Linked DNA regions of Mus musculus: regions 2 and 3 are each linked to region 1. Evidence: chromatin contacts called from public HiChIP or PLAC-seq data. All regions are on one chromosome and are shown on one strand. Each heading gives the region's core, a stretch centred on a gene start, on an enhancer-like site or on the middle of the called end of the contact. The rest is flanking DNA. Distances are from core to core; before and after follow the strand shown. Region 1 has its middle 42 kb from the start of Zfp987. Region 2 has its middle 20 kb from the start of Gm13212. Region 3 has its middle 26 kb from the start of Zfp981.

Evidence for each region. HiChIP or PLAC-seq counts read pairs in DNA pulled down with a chosen protein or histone mark.
Region 2: a contact with region 1 is called in an H3K27ac HiChIP or PLAC-seq map of embryonic stem cells, with 29 read pairs. The contact joins two enhancer-like sites. A contact is called at or near these places in 2 of 15 datasets of contacts at CTCF or cohesin (both in the NIH/3T3 cell line), 1 of 484 Hi-C or Micro-C datasets (nephron progenitors), 23 of 115 datasets of contacts at active chromatin or transcription factors (bone marrow-derived dendritic cells, cardiomyocytes, differentiating embryonic stem cells and 9 more) and 3 of 9 other capture datasets (embryonic stem cells, embryonic tail and embryonic trunk).
Region 3: an H3K4me3 HiChIP or PLAC-seq map of embryonic stem cells shows a contact between it and region 1, with 2.7 times the contacts expected there. The contact joins two enhancer-like sites. A contact is called at or near these places in 2 of 115 datasets of contacts at active chromatin or transcription factors (embryonic stem cells and stem cell-derived neural progenitor cells) and 2 of 9 other capture datasets (embryonic tail and embryonic trunk).

Annotation. Positions count from the first base shown.
Region 1 is chr4:146,052,593-146,057,716 of GRCm38.p6, reverse strand. No RefSeq gene overlaps it. Among named protein-coding and RNA genes, the nearest start is that of Zfp987, 42 kb to the left of the region's middle. Within about 2 kb of position 2,171, at least 10 of the 459 cell types and tissues checked have an H3K27ac peak or open chromatin away from gene starts, as enhancers often do. A contact at or near this core is called in embryonic stem cells and expanded potential stem cells, where this site is marked.
Region 2 is chr4:145,562,481-145,567,604 of GRCm38.p6, reverse strand. No RefSeq gene overlaps it. Among named protein-coding and RNA genes, the nearest start is that of Gm13212, 20 kb to the left of the region's middle. Within about 2 kb of position 2,969, at least 5 of the 459 cell types and tissues checked have an H3K27ac peak or open chromatin away from gene starts, as enhancers often do. A contact at or near this core is called in embryonic stem cells and expanded potential stem cells, where this site is marked.
Region 3 is chr4:146,472,954-146,478,077 of GRCm38.p6, reverse strand. It overlaps the pseudogene Vmn2r-ps16 and the pseudogene Gm13241. Among named protein-coding and RNA genes, the nearest start is that of Zfp981, 26 kb to the left of the region's middle. Within about 2 kb of position 2,732, at least 13 of the 459 cell types and tissues checked have an H3K27ac peak or open chromatin away from gene starts, as enhancers often do. A contact at or near this core is called in embryonic stem cells, where this site is marked.

The DNA.
Region 1 (5,124 bases), core at 922-3,421:
ATAGTAACTGACTCTCAATATACAGAAACGTTTGTTTTACACATAGAGACTGTTGATCTTATTTAGGATGATTCTGAATTGACTTCACTATTTATTCAACTACAACAAATAAGAGTAAATGACTACATATAACACATATAAGATCCCATACAGATTTGCCAGGCTCTCTGGCACAGAGTAATAATGAAATTGACCGTTAATTGATAGGAAGTGTACTAAAGGCTTTGGAATTACATTAAAAAATTCCATGTTAATAGCAAAGGTTTAAAGAAAGAATTCTCTATCACAAGAAAAGTCTGTCAGTTGTCCCCATGTCTCTTTGATATAATATTAGAAGTTCTAGCTCAAGCAATAAGGCAACTAAGAGAATCTAAGGGAATACCATTTGGAAAGAAAAAAATAGTGATTTTTCTATTTTCAGATGATATGATAGTATATATATGTGATCCAAAAAAATTCTACCAAAATGTTACATTGATAAATGTAGCAAAGTGTCTGCATACACAATTGACTTGAAGAAATCATTAGTTCTGCTCCACACAAATAAACAGGCTGATAAACAGCCTGAAAAAGAAGTTAGGGAAACAGAACACTTCACATTAGCCATACAGAAATAAATAAATAAATGAATAAATGAATAAATAAATAAATAAATAAATAAATAAATAAAATGCATTCACATTTCTCTAAGTAAGCAAGTGAAAAGCTACATGGCAAGAAATTCAAGTATCTGAAGAAAGAAACAGGAAAATATCAGAAGTTGGAAATACCTCCCTTGCTCATATATCAATAGGATAAACATAATGAATATGTCCATCTTACCAAAAAGAAACTTAGAGATTCAGTGCAATTCCCTTCAAAATTCCAGCACAATTCTTCACAGATTTTGAAAGAAAAAATCGCAACTTCATATGGAAAAGCAAAAAAACACAGGATAGATAAAATATTTCTGAACAACAACAAAAAGAACTTCTGGAGGCATCAATATCTGTAATTTTAAGCTTTACAGCACAAAAATTAGTAATAAAATTTTGCACGGTACTGGTATAGAACTAGATAGGTGGATCATTGGAATTCAATAGAACACACAATAATAAACCCACTCACCTACGGACACAATTATTGGCAAAGAAGCTAAAACCATACATTGAAAGTGGAGAGCATCTTCTATGAATGATGTGGTCTAACTGGATGTCTTCATGCAGTAAAATGCATATAGATCCATATTTATCACCCTGCATATCACTCAAGTCCAAATGAATCAAAGACCTCATTATGAATCTATACACATCTAAATTAATAGAACAAAAAGTGGGGAATAGCCTTGAACTCATTGGAATAGAAAACAACTTCCTTAATAGAACACCCATAGCCCTGATACTAAGGTCAAGAATTAATAAATGGAACATCATAAATGTGAAACCCTTCTGTAAGTCAAAAGACAGCATGATCAGGATACCTATAGATTAGGCAAATATCTTCACTTGTTCTACATACAATCGTCAAGGATTCCTGCTTCTAAGTAGAATGAGGGGAGACTTGTGTGAGGGGTTATAGGGAGAAGAGGAAGGGCTGATATTGTGATCTAGTGTGAGCAAATAACTTCAATCTAAAAGATACACATGAAGAATAGGAAGACCTTCATTTACATGGAAAATAGAAAATAGAAGCATGACATGTGAATATGCATGTACTGCTTGCAAGGTGAAATGATGATTGTCTAAAGAATTCTCCAAATATTTCAGACCAAAAAAGTATAGAAATTTGAATTGTCCTAATTTTACAATGCATTACAATTATCATTTCTATGTTTATTAACATACACAGAGGTATGAATAGAGTGGTGATCTCATCATTCATATGCACAGTTCAATAAATTATAAAATCCCTAATATTTATTCTTATATAGAAAGTCAATTACATGGTCATTAGGAAAATCTTGAAGATAAATCTTGAAATAGGAAAATAATATTTAAAATAGTTTCATACAAAATTGATTATACAGACAGAATATGAAGAAGAAAATTCATACCATATTTTTCCATACATTTTCAATGATTTCTTTTTTTTTTAATTTTAGCAGAGTTTTACCTCTTTACAGAGCATATGTGTAATATGCTCTGTGCTGTTGCTAACTGGACTCAGAAAAAGGCATCAGATGTCCCAAACTGACATTTAGGGTGGTTGACAGGCACCATGGGGGTCAGGCATTGAACAAGTTTTCTATTTAAAAGATGGTGTTAGCTCCCTTGTCAAAGATCAAGTGACCATAGGTGTGTGGGTTCATTTCTGGGTCTTCAATTCTATTCCTTTGGTCTACCTATCTGTCGCTATACCAGTACCATGCAGTTTTAAATCACAATTGCTCTGTAGTACCGCTTTAGGTCAGGCATGGTGATTCCACCAGAGATTCTTTTATCATTGAGAAGAGTTTTTCCTATCCTAGGTTTTTGTTATTCAAGATGAATTTGCAGATTGTCCTTTCTAATTCTTTGCAGAATTGAGTTGGAATTTTGATGGGGATTACATTGAATCTGATTGCTTTCAGCAAAATAGCCATTTTTACTATATTGACCCTGCCAATCCATAAGGATGGGAGATCTTTCCATCTTCTGATTTCTTCTTTGATTTCTTTCTTCAAAGACTTGAAATTCTTATCATACAGATCTTTCACTACCTTAGTTAGAGTCACACCAAGGTACTTTATATTATTTGTGACTATTGTGAAGGGTGTTGTTTCCCTAATTTCTTTCTCAGCCTGTTTATTCTTTGTGTAGAGAAAAGCCATTGATTTGTTTGAGTTAATTTTATTTCCAGCTACTTCACTGAAGCTGTTTATCAGGTGTAGGGGTTCTCTGGTGGAATGTTTAGGGTCACTTATATATACTATCATATCATTTGTAAATAGTGATATGTTGACTTCTTCCTTTCCAATTTGTATTCCCTTGATCTCCTTTTGTTGTCAAATTGCTCTGGCTAGGACTTCAAGTACTATATTGAATAGGTTGGGAGAAAGTGGGCAGCCTTGACACTGCCAATAAGACAAAAAGGCCACCAACAAACTGGGAAAAAATCTTTACCAATCCTAAATCAGATAGGGGAGGATTATCCAATATATATAAAGAACTCAAGAAAATGGACTCCAGAAAATTTTAAAAAAAAATTTAAAAATGGGGCTCAGAACTAAACAAAGAATTCTCAACAGAGGAATATGGAATGGCTGAGAAGCACCTAGAAAAATGTTCAACATCCTTAATCATTGGGGAAATGCAAATCAAAACAACCCTGAGATTCCACTCACACCACTCAGAATGGCTAAGATCAAAAGTTCAGGTGACAGCAGATGCTGGAGAGGATGTGGAGAAAGAGGAACACTGTTCCATTGTTGGTAGGATTGCAAGCTTATACAAACACTCTGGAAATCAGTCTGGCGGTTTCTCAGAAAATTGGACATAGTACTACCGGAGGATCCAGCAATACCTCTCCTGGGCATATATCCAGAAGATGTTCTAACTGGTAATAAGAACACATGGTCCACTATGTTCATAGCAGCCTTATTTATAATAGCCAGAAGCTGGAAAAAACCCAGATGTCCCTCAACAGAGGAATGGATACAGAAAATTTGGAACATTTGCACAATGGAGTACTACTCAGCAGTTAAAAACAATGAATTTATGAAATTCTTAGGCAAATGGATGGATCTGGAGGGCATCATCTTAAGTGAGGTAACCCAATCAATCACAAAAGAGCTCACATAATATGTACTCACTGATAAATGGATATTAGCACAGAAACTTAGAATACCCAAGATACAACTTGCAAAACATATGATACTCAAGAAGAATGAAGACCAAAGTGTAGACACTTCGCCCCTTCTTAGAATTTGGAACAAAACAATCATGGAAGGAATTACAGAGACAAAGTTTGGAGGTGAGACGAAAGGATGGACCATCCAGAGACTGCTGCTCCTGGGGATCCATCACATAATCAGCCACCAAACTCAGACACTATTGCATACACCAGCAATAATTTGTGCCTGGCAAGCACAGAAGTGGATGCTCACAGTCAGCTATTGGATGGAACACAGGGCTCCCAATGGAGGAGCTAGAGAAAGTACCCAAGGAGCTGAAGGGGTCTGCAACCGTATAGGTGGAACAAAAATTTGAACTAACCAGTACCCCCAGAACTCATGTCTCTATGCCCCAGTACAGGGGAACTCCAGGGCCAAGAAGTGGGAGTGTGTGGGTAGGGGAGCAAGGGGGGAGGGTATATGGAACTTTTGGGATAGCATTTGAAATGTAAATGAAGAACATACCTAATAAAAAATTGGAAAAATAAAAAAATTAAAAATAAATGTTTATATAATGATAAATCTAAAGACAGCTAATTTTTTTTAATTGATAAATATTGCTTAAAAGTCAATGAAAACTCCAGTGATCCTTATGGGACTAATTTTTAAACCTCCCAGTGGATGCATAATCTCCAACGGCAAAGATCTTGACTAGCACAGTGATTAAATAGCAGCGTTAAAAAACATGGATGAATGTGAATTGTATGAGCTTTGAACCTGCCACCAGAGAAATATAACCATGTTTCCAACAAACAATCCCATTCTCTCAGAAATTATTATGTAAGTATTCTGGCAACAATAAGATGAATAAAAAAATCAGGATAAGTCACATTTACATAGTCAGCAATTTAATTACACAGTTATGAAATGCACAGTAGAATCTGAAGATCAGTGTTCTTATGAGCAGCAGAGTAAGGAGTTTCAATCATGGTCCATTGTCTGTCCATCCACTAGCATCGTAGTTACTGTGACCTTGGAGTTTCCAAGTCTTCTTGTTTGCAGTTCCTGCCACTGCTCTGGTGACTGAAAATTTCCACAAGGCTTAACTTGGGGACAATACTGTGAGTCCCCAGGCAGTGTTCTCTAGTCCTAGTTCCACACCATGCAGCTCCAGACTCCTACTGGCAAGGATGGGCTGTTGATCCCACTCTCTTCCTTCAGGCCCTCAGTCCCTCTTCAGAGTTCTCCTGTAACAAAACCAATTACAACCAAGGAATAACACTTTCCACCTACTCCATGTGTATCCAATCCCCATGCTGTCCCATCAGTTGCCC
Region 2 (5,124 bases), core at 1,720-4,219, 490 kb after region 1:
TTTTCTTCTATTACTTTCCTTGATCATGGTGCTTTAGGAAAGCAGCAGACAAAAATATAGAAAAACATTATGATTGGATTTAAGGTTCCCTTTCAGAGAAAAAAAATCATGTCATATTCTGAAAGCTAATCAAGAACAGAATATATGTTAGGTCATAAGAATTATGTGGCCATTTTAAAAAATGATATCATCTAAAATCATCATAACATATATGGTGTCTTTTTCTTTCAGTAAAAAGTAAGTGACATAATGGCCTCACAGTCAGGAAATATTGAGACATAATAAAGTATATATTTGAGGTCTGGATGTAGTAATATGTCTTTAAGAACAGTTTTTTAATAACAATATTGATCGAAGTATCACACATCAGATTATAAATAATCGTGACTAAAAAAAAACTACAACTGTCAGCTTTGATCAAATGTGGACCCTGTATCTATCTTGTATTCAGTTGGGTTTCAACAGGCAGACTCTAGTCTAAAATGCTCAGTTGAGATCCTAAGGACAATATGTAATGCAGCATCCTTTCTAGACCAAAGAAATAGAGTATGGAGTCAAAATTCAAGGATTACTTAAAAGAAATAATTTTCTTTGTATCTAAGCAGATAAAAAGTGTAAAATAAGATCAATGAATTCAATTCCCCAATAAAAAGACACAGACTAATAGACTGGATACACAAACAGGACCCAACATTTTGCTGCTTACAGGAAACCCACCTCAGGGAAAAAGACAGACACTACTACCTCAGAGTGAAAGGCTGGAAAACAATTTTCCAAGCAAATGGTCCAAAGAAACAAGTTGAAGTAGCCATTCTAATATCCGATAAAATTGACTTCCAACCCAAAGTTATCAAAAAAGACAAGGTGGGGCACTTCATACTCATCAAAGGTAAAATCTACCAAGATGAACTCTCAATTCTGAATATCTATGCTCCAAATGCAAGGGCAGGCACATTCATTAAAGAAATTTTAGTAAAGTTCAAAGCATACATTGCACCTCACACAACAATAGTGGGAGACTTCAACACCCCACTCTCACCAATGGGCAGATCCTGGAATCAGAAACTAAACAGAGACACATGGACATTAATAGAAGTTATGAAACAAATGGATTTAATAGGTATCTACAGAACATTTTATCCTAAAACAAAAGGATATATCTTCTTCTCAGCACCACATGGTACCTCCTCCAAAACTGACCATATAATTGGTCACAAAACAGGCCTCGACAGATACAAAAATTTTGAAATTATCCCATGTATCCTCTCTTATCTTCAATAACAACATGAATAATAAAAAGCCAACATTCATGTGGAAACTGAACAACACTCTACTCAATGATCCTTGGTCAAGGATGAAATAAAGAAATTAAAGACTTTTTAGAGTTTAATGAAAATGAAGTCACAACATAACCAAACTTATGGGACACAATGAAGGCAGTCCTAAGAGGAAAACACATAGCCCTGAGTGCCTCCAAAAAGAAACTAGAAAGAGCATACACTAGCAGCCTGACAGCACATCTAGAAGCTCTAGAACTAAAGGAAGAAAATTCACCCAAAAGGAGTAGACGGCGGGAAATAACAAAACTCAGGGCTGAAATCAACCAACTGGAAACTAAAAGAACTATTCAAAGAATCAAACAAACCAGGAGCTGGTTCTTTGAGAAAATCAACAAGATAGATAAACCCTTAGCCAGACTAACTATGGGCACAGAGACAGTATCCTAATTAACAAAATCAAAAATGAAAATGGAGACATAACAACAGAACCTGAGAAAATCCAAAACATCATCAGATCCTACTACAAAAGGATATACTCAACAAAACTAGAAAACCTGGATGAAATGGACAACTTCCTAGACAGATACCAGGTACTAAAATTAAATCAGGATCAGATTAATGATCTAAACAGTCCCATTTCCCCTAAAGAAATGGAAGCAGTCATTAATAGTCTCCCAACCAAAAAAAGCCCAGGACCAGATGGGTTTAGTGTAGAATTCTATCAGACCTTCAAAGAAGACCTAATTCCAACTCTTCTCAAGCTATTCCACAAAATAGAAACAGAAGGTACTCTACCCAATTCATTCTATGAAGCCACAATTACTCTAATACCTAAACCACAGAAAGATCCAACAAAGAAAGAGAACTTCAAACCAATCTCCCTTATGAATATCAATGCAAAAACACTCAATAAAATCCTCCCAAACAGAATCCAAGAACACATCAAAACAATCATCCAACATGACCAAGTAGGCTTCAACCCAGGAATGCAGGGATGGTTTAATGTATGGAAATCCATCAATGTAATCCACTATATAAACAAACCCAAAGACAAAAACCACATGATCATCTCATTAGATGCTGAGAATGCATTTGAAAAATCCAACACCCCTTCATGATAAAAGTCTTGGAAAGATCAGGAATTCAAGGCACATACCTAAACATAATAAAAGCAATATACAGCAGACCAGTAGCCAACATCAAGCTAAATGGACAGTAACTCGAAGCAATCCCACTAAAATCAGGGACTAGAAAAGGCTGCCCACTTTCTCCCTACCTATTCAATGTAGTACGTGAAGTCCTAGCCAGAGCAATTCCACAACAAAAAGAGATCAAGGGGATACAAATTGGAAAGGAAGAAGTGAAAATATCACTATTTGCAGATGATAAGATAGTATATATGAGTGACCCCAAAAATTCTACCAGAGAACTCCTAAACGCAATTGTGAGAGTGGTAGCAGAAAATGCAGCCCTGCCCACACGCCTGCCCTACTCCTGCCCATTTCCCAGCCCAACCTCTCCTCTGACCTGGAAGGTGACAGGACCAGCTGTTGAAGGTCCTAAGAGGCCAGCACAACAACTGCAGCTTATGGAAGTTTTTCAGTTTCCACAAATACTAGGCACTGGTCTCCCTCCAGGACTTCCGGACCAGGAGGCAGCAGAGATACAAGGAGAATGCTGAAATGGCAGAACTTCCCTTCACTTCTGCCTAGCCCCTCCTTCTGGACCCGCTCAATATTCAGCAGCTTCCTGCAATTCTTCTAAGCCTACCTACTTCAGGACCTTTTAATTAATTAGCTTCCCAATTCTTCACAGCAATTTTTGTTGTTTTGGAGTTTTGCTTGCTTGCTTGCTTGCTTGCTTGCTTGCTTGCTTGCTTGCTTGCTTGCTTGTTCCTGTGCTTTAAATTTGTCTTTTCATTAAACTCATCAAATCATGCGGGAATCCCACACTCCCCAATCAGGAACCACTCCTCCAATTCTGTTTCAGGCTGCCTTCCACACAACTTCCCAGGACCTACTCTGCACAGCTTCCCCACAAGGTTGCTGCTAGACTAGACAAGAACTGGATGTACTAGGACACTGCACCTGGGTTCTGAACCCTTCAGATACAACTAATCCTGTCTAACTTCTCATATTGTGGGTCTAGCAATCTGGGCTAAAAATGCACACAATTAAGCAATCCTTCTGAATTCTGATGCTCAGAACAGACATCCAAAACAAACAGAAACTATGATAAAATGTCCTTGGCTCAAACCACAAACCATATATGTATCCTATAAGGAGCACAGTTTACGTGATATCCAAGATAAAAATTGAAAACCCATAGTAATGACCAAGGAGATTAAAGTTTTTAAACATGTAAATCCACTCAGACAGGAACAAAATGAATCATGGGCAAGAAAATAACACCAGATGCCTGAAGGAAATGCGGACACTATAAAATATTAAAATTGAGTTCAATGGGTGCTTAGAAATGCCAAAAGAAAAAAAAAAGCTGGGTGTGGTGGCTCATGCCTTTATTCCCAGCACTTGGGAGGCAGAGGCAGGAGGATTTCTGAGTTTGAAGCCAACCTGGTCTACTGGTCTACTGAGTGAGTTCCCAAAAGCCAGGGCTATACAGAGAAACCCTGTCTCAAAAAACCAAAAAAAAAAAAAAAAAAAAAAAAAAAAACACAACAACAACAAATAAAATGCAGTAAGGCAAATAAAAATAATACAGAGAGAACCTGTGGGAGACAAATTATAAGTCTTGGAGAAAATTAACATGATTTTAGGTCAAGGCACAGTATTATTTACTGCTTGAAGGGTCAGGCACTAAAGAGAAACTCCTTTGGAAAACTGTCTAGATTTTTGTCAAAAAAAAAAGAAAAAGAAAAGAAAAGAAAGAAAGTATGAAGGAAAGAAAACTAGAACAAAATTACAATGCATACTACACTGTTTGTTCATAAATAGTTTCCTGATTGTTCACTGTAATACTCTATGTACACCCATGCATATCAGCATAAGCTGGGGAAAGAAGACTCGAGGTTTACCCAGGTCTCATTAGACTATTGCTAGGAAGTCAACTCTTTTTATGATTATAATGAGTTCCAGGATTCTCATGTAACCTCCAGGGTTGTGATGACTGTGAGAGGTTAAAATGGATTCTAGCTAAGCATGGAAGTGAGAGCTCAGAAGCACAAGCCCAGACCTGGGGGTCTGGCTTTAAAGAACAGGGTTCTGTGCTCATGGACACCTTTCAAATGGCAGGGCTACTTGTTTACCATTGTGGTGACTTTTAGTTTTTCCCATATTGTACTTATGCCAAAAAATATGTCACAAGTTAATTGATTCTTCATATGTGAATATGATTAAATAAACATACTTTAATGTGAATAGATTAAATAAACATACTGGTGATTCATAATGCATCTGAGTTGAGTTAAGGAAAGAAATGAAAGCCTTTCCCTCAGAGCATTTAACTAAGTGTGAGTCCAAAGTTGAATTCTCTACTTCATGTTCCCTTGTGCCTTCTATCCTTTGTGTGTCTGTTCAGTTAGTTTAAATCTTTAACTTCCTGAAGGCTGCCTCATGCATCTCTCCCTTTCTATCTGCCTTTTGTCTCCATGTGTAAGGTAGAAAATTTAAGTTTGACCCCCTAGACCAAGTTGGAGCCAAGAAAGAAAAATAGGTGGTCCCTGAAGCACCCTGTTCTGAGAATGGCTGACGACAGAACAGGTAATTACACAAGCCGGTTCAGTAATCTTCTTCCAGGACCTGACTGAACACAAAAGTTAGATTAAAATCTTGAGAACCTCAATACCCGTGGAGAATCCATGCAGGCCAGAAGAGGAAATTGTGAC
Region 3 (5,124 bases), core at 1,483-3,982, 420 kb before region 1:
TTGATTCATGTGCATTTTGATAATTTCACAATGTTAAAAAATAACACGACTTGGAATTTACATCTCCTGCAGATCTTCAGCGTTCCAGTACAGTATGGCATTAAACAAACCTTATCTTGTTTCTGTTCACATCTTAAACCATAACCCCAAACAGAAAGTGTGTTTGTGTGTCACGCTGGGGTAAAGCATATTTTAATAGAAGTTTGTGGCTCAAGCAAGGTGTGAGATTATTTGTTAAGGTTTCTGGTGCCCAAATGAAGTTTTCAGTTTAACTAAGAATCTCAAGTCTCTAATCACCCCACCTCCTCCTAGCTGGTTCAGGTCATGCCAGCATTATTGCCCAGAAGTGGCATACAGTCTGGTAGGAGACACTGGCCTCCACCTCCTGCTTCCCACACTGCTGCCCTAAATCCACTAAACATGCTTCAAGCTGGGAAAACATCCATTTCTTGTTACACTCCTGTCAGTAGTGAGCAAGTCTGAACTGTGTTTGACAAAGGGATTCGTTTACAGAGAGAAACCCGGGCACTACTATCATATCACATAGTCATATGCCAACATAGAGTATGTGTACTGAACCATCTGTAGTGACAAAGTAGGTAACTGACAGGCTATTTCATTAAGTAGAAAGAAATTTAGCAGTAACCTCTTCTGAGAGCCAAGTACTACTAGATAGTTAAATTGAAATTATTAACAACAGAAATGCTACATTACTGGCTATTCCCCTGCGTCTCCAAGTTATTACCAAACATATTCCAAAGGTGAATGTCAAGAGCTGGCTAAACAATGAATGGATCTACAGAATAGCCTATAACCTTCACATTTGGGGCACACACAAGGATTTATCAGACACCATGCCAGATTCTTGCGCAACTTGGGTGTTTTGCTCCTGTTGCTTTGAACTGTTAAAAGCTAGGTTAGAGAAACCCTCTCCTCCTGAGCAGACCCCATACTCTGTCCACAGCAGTGATGAGACACCACACCTCGTCCACAGCAATTCAATTAGACCTGATTAGGAGGCTTGAGCAGCACCTGGAGTGCAGCAGATCCATTGTCCTTTATATGTATCAAAGGCTATCTGGTTTCACCTAAGGATTGGCAAATCCTTAGGGCACTTTACAATTCCAATGCTTCTTTCAGACTATTTCTCCACACAATATGCCCTTAAAGAACTTACTCCAAGTCAAAGCAAGGCCTTAATGTGGAATCGAACAACACTATCTGAATGAAAAATTATTCAAAGAAATAAGTCTACCCCCCACCCACTCCCCATTTGGTGGACCCAAGTTTGGTTGAATTAAATCCACAGTTATCTCATACAACTAAAAACTTAAATTATAAATCATAAGCCCCACACAGATGATCCAAACACATCATTTCTGACAGTGGCTTGTTCCAGGGAGTCTAACATAGGCAAAGCCTACAGAGTTTGCCTTAGGATGAGGCACAGAACAGGTTAATTAAGGTCACTTACCTCTTCATCATTTACAGCAGATCAGAACCCAGATGTCTGACTTCTGAAGGCTTTCTGACAGGAATCCAGTAGAGTTGATTTCAAGGTTCACACAGGCACTAGTAGCTGTAACCTTATGTTGAAGATGTGATCCAAATGAAATCTATAACTAAGGGCAGCAAATCTGAGGTAGTCAACCTTGCGAAGGCTCAGTATCTGAACGTAAAGATGTTTGAATGGCCACTTGCTGCAGGTTTGGTTTTATACACAGAGCAAATATGGAAACACTGTTGAATCTAATTCACAAATACTTAAGACAATGAAACACCCCTAAATCCAACACACATCAAGATCAGTTGTGACTCTTGAACTTCCATAATGCAACAGGGACAGTCACTGGACTTTGAGGTCTTCAGTCAGTCACTGTAGATCCATAAATCAAAACGATGAATGGCTGTTCTTGGTGGTTAGCTGTGGTCTAATTACCTTCGTAGGCTTAGCAAAGACCATTCCTTACCTATACTGTGTGTGGCTGTACTTCTGATTCTCAAGCACAGCATACTGGTTGTCTAGCTGAAGTTTAAGGGCCTGGTTTTTTGAAACCTCCTCCCTATCTCTATTTTTGTGTCTTACTACTTCAAAGCTCTTCTCCATTTCTTTATCCTTCCGGCTCTCTACATGCTTGTCAGTGGACTGCAGGGATGGGAACTGTGTGTCACTGTATATTTCCGGTGGTCCTTGTGGTGTTTTCCTTGTTGTGGTTAGCCTTGCCTCAGGAGGCCTAAATACACCACTGGGCATTGCTGGCCCCGGGGTTTCTGTAACTGTTACTGGAGCAGGAGGCGCTTGTACCAGAACGGTTTTATTCCAGGGACCTGGAGATTTTTCTGCTCCACTGCCACCTCTACCTTCTTCCCAATTATCTCCTGGATCTTCTCTCTTCTCATTATCATCATCTTGCTTTTCACTTATTTGCATTGCCTGAACTCTTAATCCACTGTAATCAACCTCTATGTGCTCAAATTCTTTCCACTCATTTTCATCCTTCGTTATGGCCTTGTCGGCCGGGCCCGCGCTCCCGCTGTCTCTGGACCTAGCACCAGAGCCCGAGCTCCCTAAGTCGCCCGACCTGGCACCTGAGACCGAGCTCCGGCCATCGCCCGGCCTGGAGCCCGCCGCCGCGCTGCTCCCGTCAGTGCCGCTCGCAACGTTGGCCGCCCGACTGCTCCGTTCCTTCTTTTTCTTGTCCCTCTTGGCGAAGAAGTTGTCCAGGCTCCGCTCCTCGGTCTCGGCCTTGACCGTGGTCCGGATGGGTGGGGGCGGCGCTCGCGGCTCCGAGTTCTGGGTCAAGGCCGCTGTGCGCTCAGGCTGCGGGGTGTGGCGTCGCCTCAGCCCCGCGGGGTCGTCGAGGCGCAGGCGGCAGGACCGCCGGCTCCCCCCGTGCTCTGGTGTGACGTCGCCTCAGCCCCACGGGGTCGCCGAGGCGCGGGAGGCAGGGCGGCCGGCTCCCCCGTGCTCTGGTGTGACGTCGACTCAGCCCCACGGGGTCGCCGAGGCGCGGTTGGCAGGGCGGCTCCCCCCGTGCTCTGGTGGTATGCTCCTCCCCGGGAACCGCGAGCGTGGAGCAGGGTCGCGCCCGCACCGCTGCCTGAGGGACTAGGAAGACGTTCCCTGGCGAAAGCTCAGCTAAGGATGGCGCCAGAAGGAGGAAGATGCTCGGGCCTGAGGAGGGGCGAGAGGACTGGGAGGGAAGGAAGGAGGGCGGGAAACCAGCTGAGAGAGGCAGCACCGCGCCTGTGCGCTCAGTTCCGTCCTCCGCTGTGGGCGTGCCGAGGGGGGCGGGCGGCGGGATGAGAAGGGGGCGGGTCTTCCGGGAGAGCCAATCAGATGTTATTTCATTTCTTTTTCATTTACCTTGCATTAAATACACAGTGCTTTCAAATTCATGGCTACTGTTTGATTTAGTTGTTGTTACCATTTGACATTGACTGAAGTTACTCTGCAGGACTTATCAACTTAGGTAGAGATTGCAGCAGTGGGCAACGAGTGTGTAACAAATTATGTACACAAAATACCCTGTTCTTTGTAAGAGGAACAGTAAGTTCTCTTGGAGACAAATAAATTCTCCTAAAATAAATATTTCCCATACTAGGGCTCTGTCTGTCCCTGGGGTGGCAGTGCAGAGCTAGTAATGCCCCAGCTGTCTGAGTCATTTGATCTCTTGAATCCCCCAAATAGAGGATCTACTGCTGTCCTGTGGCCAAGCTTCATGGTACAAGTTAATGAGGGACTCTGACCAGGCCTACCATCCTAGGGATGGTACTATTAATGTGGAAACATGGAATAAAATTGGTGAGCGAATTAGAAGCTTTTAGGCTGCTCATGGTCCTGAAAAGGTGCCCATTGAAGCTTTTACTTTGTGGTCCTTAGTAAAGGAATGCCTGAGAGTAGATACAGGAGATGAGAAATGGGCATGGGGGACTCCATCGACAGTAAACCCGAGAAAGGTAGGAAGAGTGGCTAGAATATGGGACACACATTAAGTAGACATGAATTGTTTTTAACAGGATCTCAAGGAATCCCTCAAGACACGAGGAACATGGGTTAAGAAAATTTGTTCACAGCCAAGAGCTGCTCTAGGTGGGAGGAATAGGGTTTAAAATAAAATAAAATAAATAAAGAGTAAAACACAAAACTACAAAAACATAATAACAGGTGTTAGAAAAATTCTTACATTTACGTTGTTCTTAATTCCCAGAAGTAGGAATGATATGTGTGTGTGTGTGTGTATTCATATATATATGAAAGAATTTGACAAGTTTGAGGAGTAATTAGGAGAGTTAGAAAAGCAGGGCACTGGGCAGCAACTATCAGAAGCTACCACTGTGACTCCTCACCCTTTGCTGGCAGAATTCCCAGAAGAAGGAGATAAAGAATTAGACTTTGAACATGAGAGAGAAAAAGATAGAGAGACTAGGTTTCAGAAAAGCAGTTATCCCCTGTTCGGGACCTTTTAGCAAAAGAGAAGAAAAATGGAAATAAGCTATTTTAGAGCTCTCCTAGGGACAGGAGGAAATCGGGAGACGCCTTGCTTCCTCTCTGTCTCCTATGGAGATATTCTTAGTTCTGGTTAGGATATCTGGGTCCCTTTGAGACATCAAGTTCTAATCCCTGTCTATTGTCTGTTCTTGGTGCACCAAATTGTCCATATGTCTGTCAATTTATGTTTGTTTTTGTTTTGTTGTTTGAATGAGTGTTGTTCTGTGTTTCATGTTGAAAAATATAAATGTTTAAAACTTTATCTGCTGGATGTCCATCCTTTGATTTAGTTTAACTTGTTTCAAAGGCAGTCTCAATTTGCATAGCAAAAACTGATAAGTTACACTGCACTGCAGTTGGGAGTCAAGTAGAGGTGGAAAAGCCCTGCTAGAGGCTGATTATCTACACAAGCAATTCTTAAAGGGGTCAACAGATTTTTGCTTATAACAGAAAGTTAGCTTAAAATTGGTAACTCAAGGTTGGAGTCATTCTAAACAACACATGGCATGAGCCAACCCAGGAAAACAGGTTTTTAAAGATACTTCTAAATTGGGATAATATTTTGTTTAATTATTATTCTAGAAAGTAGATTTATAAAGGATAGAAATTAAAGCAATGTCTCTTCAATGACG